2 separate regions of the Mus musculus genome follow, and region 2 is linked to region 1. The links are chromatin contacts, called in public HiChIP or PLAC-seq maps. All regions are on one chromosome and are shown on one strand. Each heading gives the region's core, a stretch centred on a gene start, on an enhancer-like site or on the middle of the called end of the contact. The rest is flanking DNA. Distances are from core to core; before and after follow the strand shown. Region 1 holds the start of Rap1gap (Rap1 GTPase-activating protein). Region 2 holds the start of Kif17 (kinesin family member 17).

Region 1 (3,176 bases), core at 252-2,751:
TGGCCTTGGACTCACAAAGATCTACCTGCCTCTGTCTCCTGAGTTCTGGGACTAAAGGTGTGTGTCACCATTGCATGGCTGAGAGTGTCTTCTCTATTGACCTTGCCAGCTCGTCACTGGGCAGCGCCTTTGGAAGTGCTTTGGAAATAATCAGTATTACTGTGTCCCCAGAGCTGTGCAGGGGTTGTATTTTCTTTTCTTTGGGGAGCCACATTTAAATAGACACCGAGCTACCCTCTGCAGTACTCAGGGACTGTAAAATCTGCATACATGTGCATACTTGGCCTACCTATACCTAACCTGGGAGCCAGACCACATTCAGACAGACAGACAGACACAAGTACATATATCTATAGTGTATTCAGACTTGCTCATGAACACATAAAGGAGATAGAAAGTAAATACCCCCCCAGGCGTCCCTACCCACCCCTTCCTACCCACGGGTACTTCTATGCTACAGCAATGCAGTATGTCACGTAGAGCCACGACTAGCCTTGGAGACACACATGTACACAGATAAGGACCTAGACACATACGCAGGCGGCATCCACTCTACCTGGCCTACATATCGCCGGTGATTTGAGCAGCTTTGGCCTCCCCCAGGGCCACGGTAGGAAAAGATGCTCTTCTGGCTGCATTGTGTTGGGTACCCGGAAGTGTGCAGGCCTGGAAGTGGTTGCATAAATCAATATTTGCTGTTGTTAATTATTAAAGCCAAAGCTACTCGGTGTCTGGAATGCACATCTCTGGTGTTCCCGCTGGCTCTCTAGGTCTAAACCTGACCCTGGGCCAGGTCTGGGAGGGCAGGGAAAGTGCTGCCTGCCTTCCTTTCAGGAGCTCCCTGGCCCTGGGGACAGAGGGTAGTAGACAGCACTTCTGGGAAGCTGTAGGAGATCTGCCCCCCGCCCCTAGCTGGAGGACAGTCCTGCCCCTAGAGCATCCAGACTTCTCCAGCATCTGTCTTGGGGTCTGTCCCTGCTGCAGACTGGCTGCACCAGCCTAAGACACAAGGACTTCAGGGTCAAGTTGGGGGTGGGGGGTGTCGTTTCAGAAGCCTTGTAATTTACAGATGGTAAACTGAGCCAATGGAGGTGCCAGAGACTCTGCAGCTTCAGACTCTTCCAGGGATCCCGGGGTTTTCTAGCAAAAAAAGCTATTGCACCTCTTGGAATATGATTTTCTAGTGAAGACATTTGTACCTCCTTGGTTATGGCGATCTGGTGAGACACGCAAAGGGTCCAGCAAAGAAAGTGCTTAAGCACCATCTCCAGTACTCCTGCATTCCCTGGGCACAGCTGTCCCAAGAACCTTGTCCTTGAAGCCCAGAGGCAGGGTCTCCAGTCTGGGAAGACACAGCTGCTCACAGAAGTGCCTGAGGCTTCCCGCGCGCAGGCGCAGTGTCCTGGGCCCCTTGCCCGGCCGCCCCGCGAGTGGGCGTGGTGGCCTTCCGCCCCGCCCCTCCTCCGCGCCTCCCGCACCTGGCGCCCCGCCCCCTCGGGCCCGGCAGCAGGGTGAGCCCAGAGAAGGCAGAGCGGCGGCGGGCGGGACAGGAGCGCAGAGCTCGGGCTACGGGGCCCCGGGCCGGGCCGGCTTACAGCGCCGCCGGGGCTGGGGCTCGGGATGGCGCAGCCGCGGCCCCCAGCGCCCCATGGCCGTCCGCGGAGGGGCTCGTTGCCGGCGGGGGCCGGCTGGCAGGTGAGGACCCTGGCAGGGGCGGCCTGGCCGACTGGGGACCCAGGGCCATCAGTCAGCCTTACTACCCAGAGTCTGGCAGTCTGTGCCTGAACCCCGTCACGGTGGGTGTGTATGTTTTTGGACTGACACCCGAACTACACGGAGCACCCTAGTGTTTTCCAAAGCTGCCCCTGGGTCAGACGTAGGGACACTGTGGCCATGGGCTGCAGTGACACTGGGTGTGTGTTTAACTGTTGTTGGGACTGCCTGCTGCCTTTTCCACACAGATGGAGCGATATCATAGGGTGACTCTGGTGGCTCTTCCCCAGGTGGGATGCCCGGCTTCTGGCCACACCACTCCCAGCCTTCCTTTGCCATGTGTCAGGGCGTCTGCTGTTGCCTGTGGGGCTGTAACTGTGGGTGTTACTTGATGCTCTGTGTGCACACTCTGGGTGACAGTGCCATGTGTCAGTGTTTATGTGGTTGTGATTCTGGTGCAGCCATGTGTGGTGTTTCGTTGTGGCTGGCTGTTTGGTCACCTTAAGTAGGACCTCCTCTTTTCCTCAGCCCTTTGCTGGGTCTCTTTAGGTCAGAGACTATCTGGCTGACCCTGAAAGGATGGTGGCACTGTTGTGACATTGTCACGTTGACAGGTGTGTTTGTCCTTCCTGGACAATAGGTGTGTGTCTATGCTATCTGCCAAACTGTCATTGCTATCTGCTCTTCTAATCTCAGAGGTGTTGGGTGTGGCCACAGGTGCCCATGGCTCAGGGGCTCCTGGGTACTACTGAAGTGGACTTTACAGGTTGGATCTTGTTTTGTAGGTAGGCTTCAGAGTGTATGCACAAGGGCTTAGGTTTTGTGACTTCATACTGTGCATATGTGGTGATGGGTGGTGATGCTCAGGATCCCATGGGGTTTAACAACCCTGGCAGTTGCCTGATTCCTCTTCCTTTGCTCGGAACTCTTGTCTACAATATGGGATGCTGGCTTGGGTTTGTTGCACCGCATGCTTTGATCCTGGCAGTGACGCCTGGGACTCTGCATCTGTTTCCCTGAGCACCTGGCTGAGCCTGCACGTGCCGGTGCTCTCCTGGTCTCAGCCAGGAGAATGCCTGTGTCTGTGTGCAGTTACTGGGGTGCAGGCCTGCACCGGTGTGTGCACAAGTGTGAATATCAGGTACATGGACTTGAGTATGTGTTGTGTGTAACTCAGAACACCAACATGTGTATGTGTGTGTTAGGCAATGTCTCCAAGAATTACTGTGCATAGACTCCATATGGATTTCTGTATGCATCTCTGTGTGTGTTTCTTGATACACAAAAGGTATGCCTGGTGCCATGTTCAAATCATGGTGTGGAGGCCTGTGTGTGCGTCTCACAGACAGAGAGTATGTTTCCTGGATTCACAACCTTAGCACATGTGTGTGAGCCCAGATGGCCCCTCCAGGGCAGCAGGAACCACCTGAGTTGAACCTTGGAAGGGCTGGAGGAAAGGCTGT
Region 2 (3,529 bases), core at 168-2,667, 550 kb after region 1:
ATGACGCAGTCTGGAGCCCATGTGTTCAGACAGTGTCTTACTTACAAGCCATGGCTCTGTGTCTATGCAGACCACCACCACGGCTCTCTTGTGTGCACTTTGAGACAAATAAACCCCATTCTTCAGTCGACTGCAGAAGTCGTTTTCCTGTTTTGCTTTTGTCTGTCAAACATGACTGCAGCTGGCATAGGACCGAGGTCCTGGCCACCAGGGTCCAGAGAGGTCTGAAGGGATTAGGAGATGAGGTTTCGTGGGAGGGCCTTTGAGAAAAAAGTAGATGGGTCTGTGAGCTGGCTCAGTGCATTTTGTCAAACCTGCTAAACTGAGTTTGTTCCCTTGGTCCCACGTGGTGGAAGGAGAGACCCATATCCTGTAAGTTGTCCTCTGACCGCCACACTGGGTGCACATCCATGCATCCATACAAATGCACACACACGCGTGAGCACACACATGTAATTTATTAAAATTCAGACTCTGATCTGTTTACCGTCTCAGCAAAGTGTAGTAGGTGCTTTGTACAGCCCACATCTGCCTAAACCAAACTTCAGCTCCAGTTATATCCAAGATACTTTTCCTGTCGCCCCCCCAGCCAACAGAGGATCCTTTTAAAGGTGACCCACAGAAATGGCTCATTTGTAGTCATTCTTTGGTGCATGTGTGTGTGTGTGTGTGTGTGTGTGTGTGTGTGTGTGTGTGTGTATGAGAAGATGCGAATGTTAGTTTCCCCTACTAGACTGCAAGAGGCTGTCTTCCCAGAGCCTGTCAAATGACTGATGGTGTTTCTGTGCCTAGGAACTCATGGGAGCACTGCAATTTGGTGGTTGGTGGCACAGACTGGGTCAGGAGGTTAGTCTGTGTGGCCTTTCCAACAGAAAGATTAACTCCTAAATTTTTTTTGTCTTTTTAATTTTTTTTTCAAATATATTTATTTATGCGTGTGAACCTGCTTACAAGAGTCCTTCCACCTTGTGGGGTCCCGGGCATTGACTGGGACCATGTAGGCATGGCAGCAAGCACCTTTCACTGTCTGAGCTATCTTGCTGGCCCAGTTTTCCCGTCTTTTAAAAATATGAATTCTTAGGGCTGTGGATAGGGGGCAGTGAAGTCCTTGTCACTCTCAGACTGTCCCTCTCAGTCTGTAACCCCTAAGGGAAGTGGAGTCAGATGTGGGCTCCAAGTCTTACCCTGCCTACCTCTGCGGGGTTGCTGAACCTCACTGGGCTGGAGCTGCGATGCCTGTGAGACAGAGCAGAGGATGGGATAGGGTAGTTCCTACGGCCTGGTGCATCCCCTGCACCCGGGCTCTCCCTCGCACTCGCCATTCCGTCCTGTGACGTCACGGAGGTTGCCCAGCAACGGCGAACGCCGAGACGGCGTGCACGAGCGCGAGCGTGACCCGGCCAGCTCCGGGGCTCGGGTCGTGCGGCGGCGCCTGCAGCGCGGATCCCCCGTTCCCCGCCCGGGCCCGGCCTCAGGGACGGGCGAGCCCGGGCGCGGGAGGCGGCGGCCCGGGTTCCAGCCCGCACACTTGTCCGCCGAGCCCCTGCCACACCCAGTGCGCCCCGCGGGGAGTCCCGGCCCCCTGGTGCGGCCCCGCCCCCGCCGCCAGGCCCCGCCCCGCGCGGGCTCTGGCTCCACCCCCTGGACCGGGCCACGCCCCCGGGCAGCCATGGCCTCGGAGTCAGTGAAAGTGGTCGTGCGCTGCCGACCCATGAACAAGCGCGAGCGCGAGCTGAGCTGCCAGTCGGTGGTGACGGTGGACAGTGCGCGCGGCCAATGCTTCATTCAGAACCCGGGAGCGGCGGACGAACCCCCAAAGCAGTTCACCTTCGATGGCGCCTACTACATAGAACACTTCACCGAGCAGATCTACAACGAGATCGCCTACCCGCTGGTGGAGGTGAGGGCGTCCCGAGACTGAAGGGCCAGGCTCGGGGCTCCCGGAAAGTGGAGACAGGATAGGTGGGTTAACCCAGCCCCTACCCCAAAAGCCAAGCGAGAAGGCTCCGGGCACAGGTAGATAGCGGCAGGTTAGTCTGAAGGCTTGTCCTGACTGTATCCACCGGGGACCTGCCCCCAGTGTGGTGGCAACCTCCCAGCTGAACCCAGCACCCCAGCTGGTACATGCCCGTCCTTTGCAGCTTTTTCTGCAGAACTTCAGACCCAGGACTGCTCAGCGTCCCTGCTTGTCCTAACCCGCATCGCTTGCAGCCCCATTACCAAAGACTCTAGACTCCTGGTCCTCTGTCCTCATTCCAGACCTGTAGGATCCTGAAAGCTCCAGCCATTTTCCTCAGCCTCCTTCCCTCCTAAGCGTCCCAGGAGTCTTCTCTCCTCTGTTCACACTTGCCCCCATTTCAACCCCACAAGCAAAATCCTCATGTTTGAACTCTTCTCGTTTGAGTAGTAGAGAAAACACTTGTCTTTCCAAGAAAGAAACAGTGTGGTGCTTCCATGTGCTCCAGTATCTGAGGTTTGGAGAAACCCTTATGCAAAGAAATCCCAAAATATTTAACACGGATGCTTTCTATTTTGACTGGCAGGCTCTTTCATCTCTTCTGCCTCTCCTGCCTATTGAGATGTGTTTCAAAGCCTCCAGCCTGTGTGGTGCTGAGCCAGGAATAGAGACGCATCCTTAGAACTTAGGGTCAAGCATGCATCTCTGCTTTGCTGAACTCTGACCCCACTCCAAAGGCTTTCTGACTGATAATGTAGACCACAGAGCACTTGACCAGAGGTGGTGCCCTCTGAATACTCAGAAGGCAAGGAACAGCTGCCCCAAGGGAGCAGTCCAAGGCTCTGAGGGTAGCTCCGCTATCATCCTGTTGACCTGATTTTTAGGCTAGAAGGAATCAGAGATTTCATCTGATTCAGTCCCTCTTGCTTCTCGGGTGTTTGAATCTCCATCGAGTAAAGGCCTCGCCCTTGCTTGCATGTCTTAAGTGGCTGTAGCTCGTGCCCTGGAAGCAGCCTGTTCCATTTTTGTTTCTTGGTCTCCAGAGTGTCCCACGCACTCAGGCCTCCTGGGAGCTTTCAGTCCTACTTCTGTCCCAGGGACCCTGCAGAGCACTCGCCTCCCTCTATCTAGAGATGACACCTTGACTATTTGAACGTGTGTTCCTCCTCAGCCTTGCTTCTGTCTAGGGCTGTCAGCCTTGCTCAGGGTGAGGCCTCTGTTCTCTTCTTGTGGATTATGCAGTGTCTGGACAAGGCCTACCCAGAGAGGAAGACACTAAGGGCACAGTGACAGACCTCTTGGATCTCTCTTCCACTTCCGAGTCCCACTGTGCAGACCTATCTCTGGACACTCCCCAGACTACAGATTTGACATCCATCCATTCATTAATCCATTCACCCCTCTGTGAGACGAAACATTAGCATCTCCACTCTGAGCCCCAGACTCAGCACAGGAGGGGATGTGAAGGAGATATGACTTGCCCTCACTAAGCTCAAGGTCAGAGTTGAGTTCAGCTATGCTAAGTTAGCAATCTTTGGTGGCAAGTGGGGGAGGGACAGCATGGGGAGGCCG

What was found. HiChIP or PLAC-seq counts read pairs in DNA pulled down with a chosen protein or histone mark.
Region 2: an H3K27ac HiChIP or PLAC-seq map of large pre-B cells shows a contact between it and region 1, with 4 times the contacts expected there. The contact joins the promoter of Kif17 here to the promoter of Rap1gap in region 1. A contact is called at or near these places in 2 of 39 promoter capture datasets (both in liver), 4 of 115 datasets of contacts at active chromatin or transcription factors (embryonic stem cells, large pre-B cells, neural tube and 1 more) and 1 of 9 other capture datasets (embryonic stem cells).

What each region holds. Positions count from the first base shown.
Region 1 is chr4:137,705,966-137,709,141 of GRCm38.p6, forward strand. It overlaps Rap1gap (Rap1 GTPase-activating protein), which reads left to right and starts at 1,502. Exons shown (of 24, transcript NM_001379234.1): 1 at 1,502-1,695. The coding sequence starts at 1,621. It overlaps Rap1gapos (RAP1 GTPase activating protein, opposite strand), which reads right to left and starts at 641. Exons shown (of 2, transcript NR_138594.1): 1 at 557-641.
Region 2 is chr4:138,260,834-138,264,362 of GRCm38.p6, forward strand. Kif17 (kinesin family member 17) reads left to right here and starts at 1,418. Exons shown (of 15, transcript NM_010623.4): 1 at 1,418-1,900. The coding sequence starts at 1,670. Sh2d5 (SH2 domain containing 5) reads left to right here. Exons shown (of 10, transcript NM_001099631.1): 10 at 1-135.